Linked DNA regions of Rattus norvegicus: region 2 is linked to region 1. Evidence: chromatin contacts called from public Hi-C data. All regions are on one chromosome and are shown on one strand. The core of a region is the stretch at or near the end of the contact, and the rest is flanking DNA. Distances in the headings are between cores, read along the strand shown. Region 1 has its middle 450 kb from the start of Trnap-agg35. Region 2 has its middle 220 kb from the start of Rfpl4b.

Region 1 (5,457 bases), core at 93-2,592:
TTTCAGTGAGATCTTACTGAGTTTATTTATCTGACAGTTTTTATGTATTGGTAAAGATTTTTTTTCTCCTTTGGAATACACGAGGTCCATCACTTTGTGTGTATCGAGACAGAAAGTAACTTTTTAAGAGAACACATCATCAGGATGCTTCTCAAAAATGTGCTTTATTAGGAGAATCTGACTTTATTGAAAGCTGTGATGTAAAAACTGTGATCAGCAGAACCTATGAAAATCATTTTCTTCTTGGCATTCACTGATTTTGATTCATTGTTTCTCTAGAGATACATGACATGATGTAATTTGATTTTAAATTTTTGATGAACCATTCTTTTTTATTTTATTAGCTCTATGAGATAGTATGGAGATATGAAATCCCTCTGAACACAATGTCTTCTCTGCTCTGTCATTAGCAAAGTACCAGGATTGTAACCAAAAGTAACCCTTCTGCTTGCTTTATCAAAAAGCTATCCTCAGAACTGGCTGTTCAGCTTGCTAAGATTCGTCAGCGAGAGGATAGAAATTCAGGTGCCGTTTAAATCATCATCCTCATTAGAGTCTCTTAATCCATTTCTTTATACACAGAATTGGAAGGGGAAACAAAAAGCAGTACCATCATAGCTCTAGCCTGAAGATTATGTTTGACTGACATGGGAAGGTACCTTGAAGCCAAGGTGACATTTGAAAGCAGTGGTTATCTAGTTTGTCATCTCACGTCTGCACTTCACATTGTACCTTGTGAAACATGAAGTTATCGGGAAATGATGTGGAAAGTACGGTTCTTACCCTCGGTAGACTGCGGGAGACCGAGGGGATCCTGACCTGTGCTTTAAAAATATATTACAAAACTTCTAGAAGGTATGATTTTGAAATGTGATTGGCTGGCCACCAGTTACTTTCTGGCTAAAACTGAGTTATATGTTGACATCATTCACTCCTCTGCTTGCAATGAGACCCACACGAACCGTGGCCATTGGGAGTATAAAAATTAACTTGAAGACGTGCAGTTTTCCATTTTATTTATCAAGCATTCACGACCAAAACAGGGCTATTTTTGATGGTTACAATCAAGTGCCTTCATGCCTGAATTGAAGCTTCCTAAATCAGAAAGTGCCAGAAATTACACTTTGAACCTCCAGATCGTTTGAGTTAGACAGAAGTGTATTTTTGGAGACCAAATGGGCTCTCATAGCCTTCCAACTTCCAAAATCAAACAAGCAGGAATGTCATTATCTGGACATCTAGTCTTCATCTCTCACAAGTGACTCTGTCTTCCAGTGACACTGTTGCCCTACTCCAGACAGAGCAGCAACTGTTCCCCAGTGTGCATTTCCATCGCGTCCCCGGCTTCTCTCCTTCCCCTCCCCCCTCTCTAGCCACAAATGCTTCAACAGAAGTGGGGGAAGATCCAAAGAGTCCCCTTTACTGACTAGAACTAAGATGAATTGTGTCAAGAGTTCAAAGCTTCATCGTTGCTTGGCATAAAATTACTGCCCTTGGTTTCTGCCAAGGCGGGTGTCAGCTGGTGAATTCTAACAGTGGCAGACAGGACTGAGATAAGCAGAAAATACAATGGCAGCTGCTACACAGAACTATTCTTTCTGGCCTAGTGAAGACAAAAATACATTGTGTAAATAAAGACAGACAGCTTCATTATGCAATCGTCTGCTGCTGTGCTACTGCTAAGGAAAAAGTATTGATTCCAGAAAATAGCCCCAGACACTTAAAGCTAATATGCTTTTACACATGGGATGACTGGGATATTAAAAGGGTAACAATAAATCTAACTTCCTAATATTAGAGTTGAACCTTCAGGTAAATAAGTTATACCATTGTGCTACATTATACTTCCGAACTTAAGCATTTCTTCAAAGCCTGTCTTGCGTCCAAATCCACAACTCTTTGTTTTAGCTTGTTTTGAGTGTTAAACCAAGGGCTGTGACTGGGTTTTCATCAATTACAAAATAAATGATGTATCAGCGTGCTTAGGTTGCCATAACAAAGTGCTATCGTCTGGGGTGGCTTAAACAACAGACGTTTGTTTTCTTGTGGTGCTCTTGGCTGGATATACTTCATTAAGACCTGACACAGTTGGTTTCTGGTAATGCATTCTTGGCTGTAGAACAGTATATTTCTCTCTGTTTCAGGCTTTATAGAGTGTACTTAGTCATCTATTTATTTTGTGAACGCATCTTGCTGTGTCGCTCAGGCCATCATTAAACACATGGGCCAACACGATCATCTTCCTAGCTTAGCCTGGTGAATAGGTAGAGTCATTGTGTGCCGTCACATTTGGATGGGTCACTTGCTAAAAGGACACTAATTCTATTCACTCAGGATCTCGTATTTAAGTTTCCATGTGACTTTAATTACTTCTTTGGAGTTCCCACTGCAAACAGAGACAGAGTTTTTAAGTTTCTGCCCAGAAAGTTTGGGAAGATAACATGGTGTTCTTCACGTAACAGTGCCTTAGACAAACTTGATTTTTGTTACAAATAAAACTAGGTAATGAAATTCCCTATCAAACTTCTATCCAGTCCTTCTGAGGATTCTAAATATTTTTCAGTAAATAGGTTCATATTCAGGAACACCACAATGGAAATTAGTGGAAGAAATAAGCAGTCTGTAAGGTACAGAAGTTTCCAAGTGTAATTCATAGTCCCTGTAGATCCTGTAGCCCTCGTCTGTAAAGTCAAACCTATTTTCATAACTATGCAAAAATTTTGCTTGTGGGTTTTTTCTCTGCATACTAGTTAATTTCATATTTGTGTGATAATGTACCATGACAAAGGCAACCTCTACAAGACATCACTTAGTTGGGTTCACGAACTCAGAGGGTTAAAGTCCTTAATGATGGAGAAAAAGCATGGTGGCTGGAACAATTGAAAGAGTACATCTTGACCTAAAAACAGGAGATAGAGAACACTGGAAAAACAGAAGTCTTCTTAAACCTCAGAGCCTGCCCCTAGTGGCACACAGAATTCAGAAAGACTGTTTCCCCCCATTTCTTTCCCCCAAATTCTCCTAACTGGTGATCAATAACTCAAATATATGGACTTATTGGGGCTATTCTTATTTTGCTGGCTCAAAAGTGATGAGGTTAAACTGCTGGCATCTTAACACATGAACTAAATGAGTGACACCACGCCAGCCTAGTAACTACTGTGATAATCATGTAGCCTCCGTTTTAATACACACACACACACACACACACACACACACACACACACACACACACATGCAGGCATGTGTACAGACACTTAAACACACAAATACGAATGCTCACACACTCATACATAGTCAAACATAGACACAAGCACACATACACAGATCATTGAGCATTGTCTTCAGTGAGAAAGCTAAAAATAAAATGTACTGGAGGCTTGCCTTAATCTCACTCATCTTTTTGACATTCTGTGTTTTACAATAGACTATGCTATGTGCATAAAACCTCACTGTATACTAATACAGGATGTAGATGATCTTCAGAAAAAGCTTTCATCACCAAGTCTCAAGATCCTGTTGATGACTTTGTACAAATGACATTTTTTTTTTTACTTTTAAGAACACTGGGTAAACAAATTGTAGCTATTCACATGGGCATTTGACTAGGAATTTCCTCAAAAATTAATGAAGGGATTATGTCACTGCAAGAATAACTTAGGTTATTTCCACTGACACCATTTTAACTTTCAATTTCAATTTCAAATTCTGGAAAATTACATCTACCACTGTAGCTTCAAAGTGCCTCAAATACTTAGTGAAGTTAACGAAAGTGATTTTAAAAAGTGTTATGCAATGCATTTTGTTCATATTTAGAAACCACAGCAGGCAGCAAGCCAATCATTCCCATATGATCAATGTTTGATGTTACAAAACCACTCACGTGCAATAATGACTTTCAAAGTAACAAAGTTCAGGAAAATTCATCAGTATGGTTGCAAGTCCCCCTTATAATGAAGACACCTACCAGGTTTAATATAATGCCAAAGATATCTCTCTCTCTCTCTCTCTCTCTCTCTCTCTCTCTCTTTCTCATCTGTGTGTGTGTGTGTGTGCGTGTGTCTTCATTGTGAGACTATTGTGCTACTTCTGTATCCATGGTGTATGTGTGTGTCTGTGTGTCTGTGTGTCTGTGTGTGTGTGTGTGTGCTGTGTTCACTGTGAGACTATTATGCTACTCCTGTATCTGTGGTGTGTGTGTGTGTGTGTGTGTGTGTGTGTATGTTGTGTTCACTGTGAAACTATTGTGCTAATCCTGTATCCATATGCAAGCTGATACAAGGCTGAACAATGCACTTTAGTAGGCGGAGAAGAAGCACATCTAAAGAGCTAGCTGACTTCTGTCTATGTCAGATGTCAGATTTGGCAAATGGATAAAACAATGTAACATTTTTGTAATGCTTGGTTTAGGTTCTTTTTGTAAGCAGTATTATCTATGTTAAAATACATAACACTCTAGCATGTATTGTGTTGATTACCTTTTTTAAAACGTAAAATATATAGATATAGATTGACTTAATAGTTAAGGAAACATTAAATAAGAGAAAAACAGTTTTAAGCATTATGCAAAACATGGACAGAAAATAAAGAATTTTCTTCCTTGATCCTCAAATCTTCATCATAAATGATCTATGAACCTAACTGGCAAATACACTTAGTAAAGATCATCGGGTCCTCGAAAGATCTGTAGTATTGGCTCCTTGATAATCTTCACACTGTGAATAATATTGATTTAGCTACATCTGTTCAAGCAGGTGGTAAGTCTAATGACCACTTTAACGGTAAATCAGATTCCCAAGCTCACTGTAAAAGTTGATAATGTTCCTAAAGATCTCAAAGTCAAGAAAGTAGGGAATTGGAAAAGTTGCATGATCTCAGCTACTTGGACCCCAAAACTGAAATTAAAGACTCAGGATTTTAATGTTTAGAACTGTTTGTCAAATCTTCTCAATACACTAAGAATAACCAGGTGTTATAAACTATAATGATTTTACTGGGATTAAGATTTGGTAGAAATACTAGTCAGGTGCCTTTGTGTAATCTAAAACTTATAGCAGTGTTTCCGAATTTAAAGATACAAGGACACTGGGAGTAAATCAAATATGACCCAGTAGCATGTTATATTTTGAACAAAATTGAACAGTGTGGACTGAAGCATACATCTTGTAGTAAGGCTATTTTACTGTGACAGACAGAGGAAGACCTGCGAGAATGTGTGTTGTGGACATGAACTGGTCAGGGGAAATTGAGAGAACATCGTGCCCTACTTTTCCAACTCCACCATTGGGCTAATAGGAAATTGGCAAATCCTTTCTTTGGTTCAAGTATGGGTGCTTATGGTTCAATGGCTAGTATGTGCAAAAACTAGCAAATGCAGCATCCTACTCCAGAGACAGCCAAGACTGCTTACCTACAGAAGCTTCTTATTGACATAAGCTAGCTAGCCTTCCTCTGCCG
Region 2 (6,017 bases), core at 3,213-5,712, 670 kb after region 1:
ATTTGGTTTTGTCATGGAATATCTTGGTTTCTCCATCAATGTTAATTGAGAGTTTTGCTGGATACAGTATCCTGGGCTGTCATTTGTGTTCTCTTAGGGTCTGTATGACATCAGTCCAGGATCTTCTGGCCTTCATATTTTCTGGCGAGAAGTCTGGTGTGATTCTGATAGGTCTGCCTTTATATGTTACTTGACCTTTTTCCCTTACTGCTTTTAATATTCTTTCTTTATTTTGTGCGTTTGGTGTTTTGACAATTATGTGACGGGAGGTGTTTCTTTTCTGGTCCAATCTATTTGGAGTTCTGTAGGCTTCTTGTATGTCTATTGGTATCTCTTTTTTTAGGTTAGGGAAGTTTTCTTCTATGATTTTGTTGAAGATAATTACTGGTCCTTTGAGCTGGGAGTCTTCACTCTCTTCTATACCTATTATCCTTAGGTTTGATCTTCTCATTGAGTCCTGGATTTCCTGTATGTTTTGGACCAGTAGCTTTTTCCGCTTTACATTATCTTTGACAGTTGAGTCAATGATTTCTATGGAATCTTCTGCTCCTGAGATTCTCTCTTCCATCTCTTGTATTCTGTTGGTGAAGCTCGTATCTACAGCTCCTTGTCTCTTCTTTTGGTTTTCTATATCCAGGGTTGTTTCTATGTGTTCTTTCTTGATTGCTTCTATTTCCATTTTTAATTCCTTCAACTGTTTGATTGTGTTTTCCTGGAATTCTTTCAGGGATTTTTGTGTCTCCTCTCTATGGGCTTCTACTTGTTTATTTATGTTTTCCTGGAATTCTTTCAGGGATTTTTGCGATTCTTTCAGGCATTTTTGCGATTCCTCTCTGTAGGCTTCTACTTGTTCTCTAAGGGAGTTCTTCACGTCTTTCTTGAAGTCCTCCAGCATCATGATCAAATATGATTTTGAAACTAGATCTTGCTTTTCTGGTGTGTTTGGATATTCCATGTTTGTTTTGGTGGGAGAATTGGGCTCCGATGGTGCCATGTAGTCTTGGTTTCTGTTGCTTGGGTTCCTGCGCTTGCCTCTCGCCATCAGATTATCTCTAGTGTTACTTTGTTCTGCTATTTCTGACAGTGGCTAGACTGTCCTATAAGCCTGTGTGTCAGGAGTGCTGTAGACCTGTTTTCCTCTCTTTCAGTCAGTTATGGGGACAGAGTGTTCTGCTTTCCGGCGTGTAGTTTTTCCTCTCTACAGGTCTTCAGCTGTTCCTGTGGGCCTGTGTCTTGAGTTCACCAGGCAGCTTTCTTGCAGCAGAAAAGTTGGTCTTACCTGTGGTCCCGGGGCTCAAGTTCGCTGGTGGGGTGCTGCCCACGGGCTCTCTGCAGCGGCAGCAACCAGGAAGACCTGTGCCGCCCCTTCCGGGAGCTTCAGTGCACCAGGGTTCCAGATGGTCTTTGGCTTTTTCCTCTGGCGTCCGAGATGTATGTGCAGAGAGCAGTCTCTTCTGGTTTCCCAGGCTTGTCTGCCTCTCTGAAGGTTCAGCTCTCCCTCCCACGGGATTTGGGTGCAGAGAATTGTTTTTCCAGTCTGTTTCCTTCAGGTTCTGGTGGTGTCTCAGGCAGGGGTCCTGCCGCTCCTACACGTTTTAAATTTTAAAAAAAATTAAAGCAGGCAGATTTGCTGTTCTCTTGAATTTGATTACGTTTATGCTAAAATCCTCACCAAAGGGTCTGAAGTACGTATTCAATAAAATGCAAATTAAATAAGTAATAGTTATGATGATGTGATACTAATAATTAAAAATTTAAGCTAAAATTTTAAGCTAGTGTTTGGCTTAATAGTTAATATACCCTACTGTTTCATTCATTCATAGGAAACTTACAGTAAGAATATGTCCCAATATAAGCCTTCACCCGAACTTCAGCAATTTACCATTGACAAAACAACCAAAGGAGGCCTTTTCATTTCAACTTCAGAACGTTCAAATAAATCAAGACAAAAATTTATAATCATGATGAATGCTGATATTTTGTTGCTATGCTATGTTAAAAATAGTTATAAACTGTTGGTTCAGAATAAAAAAAACAGAAGCAAATTCAGGTGAATTTCCTGTATGACAGCACGACTGATCTTACAAATCAGCACAATGTTTCTAATGGTTGCTTTTTAATCTAAAAATATTAAAGGAATTGATTTGGCCATTAAGCTCCATCTCCAATATACTGTAGCTCCTGGCCAGTGCAGGGTGGGGTGTGTGTGTGTGTGTGTGTGTGTGTGTGTGTGTAAAATGGCTGCCCCACCTGGCTTACACTACAATTTAGGAACAGGTTTTGTGGAGCAGGATTCCCTTTTATATTAAGGGAGATTTTTTTCCCCAGGGCCATTTTTGGGGAGAGGAGGAGCAAAAGATTCTTAGAGATAAGAATCAAATTACCTTCTTCAAGGGTCATTTGAAATCGGGGGCCAATGTAACAGTTCTTGCTGATGGATTTCCACACACAGTTACTGAGACTCACAGTCTATGGTAAATAGAGTCTAGGGAAACACCAACCCGAGACTCACTATCAATTCATTATTAACAGGTGTGTGGCCTGAACCTCTGACCTTTGAGGTGAAGGTCCCCTCTTTTTCCTGTGTTCTCTGTGGCCCTGTGGTGGCCACTGGCTTTGTTTTCTTCCTCCCAACCTGTCCCAGGTCACCCCTGCTCCAACATCAAATCACGCTTATTTTGTTTTCCACATTTGGTCTTTGCTGGGTTGACAACACTTCCTGGCAGGCTGAACCAGGGAAGGAAGATAAACAACACATGTTGCTGGGACTACAAGTGATGCTGTCTTCCTCCGATGTCCCAAAGCATGTTTCTCTTACACAGCTGCCTCTAAGAGCACTAAAGTCACACTGCCATGAAGCTTGGAAAGAAGAGGGAGAGGAAGAGGGATGAGGAAGAGGGATGAGGATGAGGGGGAGGGGAGGGGGAGGAGAGGGAGAGGGAGAGGGGGAGGGGGAGGGGGAGGGGGAGGGGGAGGGAGAGGGAGAGGGAGGGGGAGGGGGAGAGGGAGGGGAGGGGAGGGGGAGGGGGAGGGGGAGGGAGAGGGAGGGGGAGAGGGAGAGGGAGAGGGAGAGGGAGAGGGAGAGGGAGAGGGAGGGGGAGAGGGAGGGGAGGGGAGGGGGAGGGGGAGGGGGAGGGAGAGGGAGGGGGAGAGGGAGAGGGAGAGGGAGAGGGAGAGGGAGAGGGAGAGGGAGAGGGAGAGGGAGAGGGAGAGGGAGAGAGAAACCTTGATATTAAAATTAGGTCTCCCTACCCAGTTTTTAAGCCTAAACATGAAGGGGAAAAGCAACTCTGATGTGCTTGCTCAAGTTGCATATGCTAGCACATAGGTAAATTAAATTATGTCACATATAAAAGCAAAGACTCAAGAGGGAGGGAAACGACCTGCCGATGAGTATCTGCTAGGAAAAACCAAACTTACCACCCAGGAAAGCAAACTCAATGTTTCCTGAAGTCCCTCCTGCCTTAGAAGTGTCAGAACATGGAGGACGGAATTTTAGTGATCCTTCATGTCTGCGAACTCAGTTGTCAGCTAAATTAGGTAAATAATTTAGCAACATACATGTGTGTGCATGTGTGGTGAGTTCATAACCCTTTGAGGAGCTCAGCCATAAAATCTGAAAATTTTCTATTTATAATTTTTCTAAGCGAATTACCAAAAGTTCTTCTAGGCATTTAAACATAAGCAAGGATAGTTTTAATTTTACAATGCATCATTTTACTTTAAGAAAAATTAATAGTAGTAGTAGTAGTAGTAGTAGTAGTAGTAGTAAATTATTGTCGACAAGGAGGTTATGCTGATTTTTTAAAGTTCATTATGTAATCAATAGGCCAGACAGTACCATTCCTTTTCTGTATCTCCTCTCAAAAAGAATCTAGAAATGGATCCACAGTTGTGAATGTGGAAAAAAATTGTGTATTGCTTTCCACAAGTGCTAACCGTGAGCTGGGAGAAAATTAGTCCATTTGCAGGCATTGGAAAACCAGGGAATCGTGCCATTGTCAAGACAAGAACCAGCAGCTGCTTTAGATTCCATGTATTTCGAGGACAAATCATTCAATGACTCCTTTGACACCCAAAGTATGCCAATAATTCAATGTATTACTTGGATGCAAATTTCATACAATAAGGTATGGAAAGCAAACTGTAATTGGGAGTGCCTGTGTGAATGGGGCTCTGTCCTTTGACAGAGCCCATTGTTGAACAGCAGCCTGAACCCCTGACCCTTTACTTTGCAAGGATACAATAGCCTTTGATATGAGGTGGTGGGAAAAAGACTTAGACACTCATTTCACATTCAGTCGCAATTCATCAGTTTGGCGGGGACTTTTAGCAGCTTTAATGACCGCAGCGATTGATGGTTAAATCAATTTGTGCTGGTGACAGCATGGCTGGCCTCTAGACTGTAACAATCCAGGATTGCGCCAGGCAGAAAAGACTCTGTTATTCAGATGTGCGCGGTTCCTAACTCTGGAGAACAATGAGAGAGAGAGAGTCTCTCGCTCAGGGCAGGCTGGAAAAACGTTCACATTCACTCCCCTGCTTGCGCAATGTCGTGGCTTCTCTGTAAAGAGGTGCAGTGCATTTCATTCCCGTAAGTACTGTCGCAAGTAAAAATATACAGTAGAAGACAAGGATTTCTAACGATTAACTATAACCTGAGAGATAGTAACAAACTAGAAAGAATTTAACCTTTGATTCCTTGATCGAACTGGGTGGTCCTACTCCAGCCAGCACTACGCGCCCCTCCTCCATCACCCTCAAAAAAATTAGAAAAGGGAGAGAGAAAAGCAGCAGCAGAGATTATGACATTGGGGCTTATGTTTAGGGGGGAAAGGTGAAAAAACAACCCCCACAGTACTTTGTGTCAAAAAGGAGGGAATATTGCTCCCTCTTCCGTTGGTCAGAGGTAATTTTTTTTCCTAGTAACGATTTAAAAATACATGTGTTTACAATGAAAAGATGTAAATGTCGGCATGGTGGGACAACCAGTTCACTGAGTTGAAGTGACCTGTTCAACTTTCTTAAAATAAAAGGCAGAGCAAGTATATTTTTTAAAGCTAAACCTGCTTTTAAACATTTAGGAATCCCACAGGCATAACTGGCAGTTTTCAAGCGGGGAAAAGGATAAAATGTCATTCCAACAACATTAATTTCGGTTTGGTTTCACCAGTGAATTGCATAGACAAGACTTTAAAACTCTACAGAAAACGTGCAGCCTAAAACACACCTGTAAGGTTAAGCAATGTAACGCCAACATACTATTTATATATCTGAATACTAATGCCTGGCATAACGTAAGATCCATGGATGTACTGTAACAAACATGATACCAGAGCCAACAAAAAGGAACATTTCTTGTTTTTTAAGCATGCGTTCACACTGCATTTTTTAAAACAAAAATGTTTTTAAGTAAAAAAAATTCTAGTATACAAAATATTAAATTCTACTCTGGACTGGATAAAACTGATCACAAGGGTGGACTCTGTGACCCTGAGTTGCCTTCTGTGTCCTACTTAAGAAGCAGATGAAATGATACAATTTTATTTTAGAGCTATGGTGGAGAAAAGGGGAAAGAAACCATGTCCAGAATATGAGTAGATCCATGGGAAATGGATGGCCCCCGACTCGAAGCTATGGTGTTGTGGGAAAAAATGTAAACAAGGTTTTCCAACAGATTTGTCTAAACATTGAAAGAATATTGAGTCTGTACAGAGGAGGTCTTGGCACTGAGTCCAGAGCTGTGCTTGGTAACTGGGGAGGGGAGAGAAAAGGAGGAGAGTTTCCATGGCAACGCTGGTGCTGAGCATAAATGGAACAGGCGTGCATCTTCCCATGGGAGGACTGGAGGGAAGAAAGTGGAAACGAGGGGGAAGGGCTGACGGTCCCCGTGAAGATACTTTATGCTGAATAAGTGTTTTGTGTAAATGTGTGACACACTGCACATCACCGTGTGCATTCTGAGAGATCTGAGACCCTTTTCAAAACACTGATGCAGTGATCCAAGACTGTTCTAG

The links. A called contact is a pair of places that touch in the nucleus more often than the background predicts.
Region 2: a contact with region 1 is called in a Hi-C map of Schwann cells, with 2.7 times the contacts expected there. The contact joins two enhancer-like sites. A contact is called at or near these places in 1 of 12 Hi-C or Micro-C datasets (Schwann cells) and 1 of 1 datasets of contacts at active chromatin or transcription factors (oligodendrocytes).

What each region holds. Positions count from the first base shown.
Region 1 is chr20:42,922,454-42,927,910 of GRCr8, forward strand. No RefSeq gene overlaps it. Among named protein-coding and RNA genes, the nearest start is that of Trnap-agg35, 450 kb to the left of the region's middle. Within about 2 kb of position 1,343, at least 13 of the 93 cell types and tissues checked have an H3K27ac peak or open chromatin away from gene starts, as enhancers often do. A contact at or near this core is called in Schwann cells, where this site is marked.
Region 2 is chr20:43,593,814-43,599,830 of GRCr8, forward strand. No RefSeq gene overlaps it. Among named protein-coding and RNA genes, the nearest start is that of Rfpl4b, 220 kb to the right of the region's middle. Within about 2 kb of position 4,463, at least 60 of the 93 cell types and tissues checked have an H3K27ac peak or open chromatin away from gene starts, as enhancers often do. A contact at or near this core is called in Schwann cells, where this site is marked.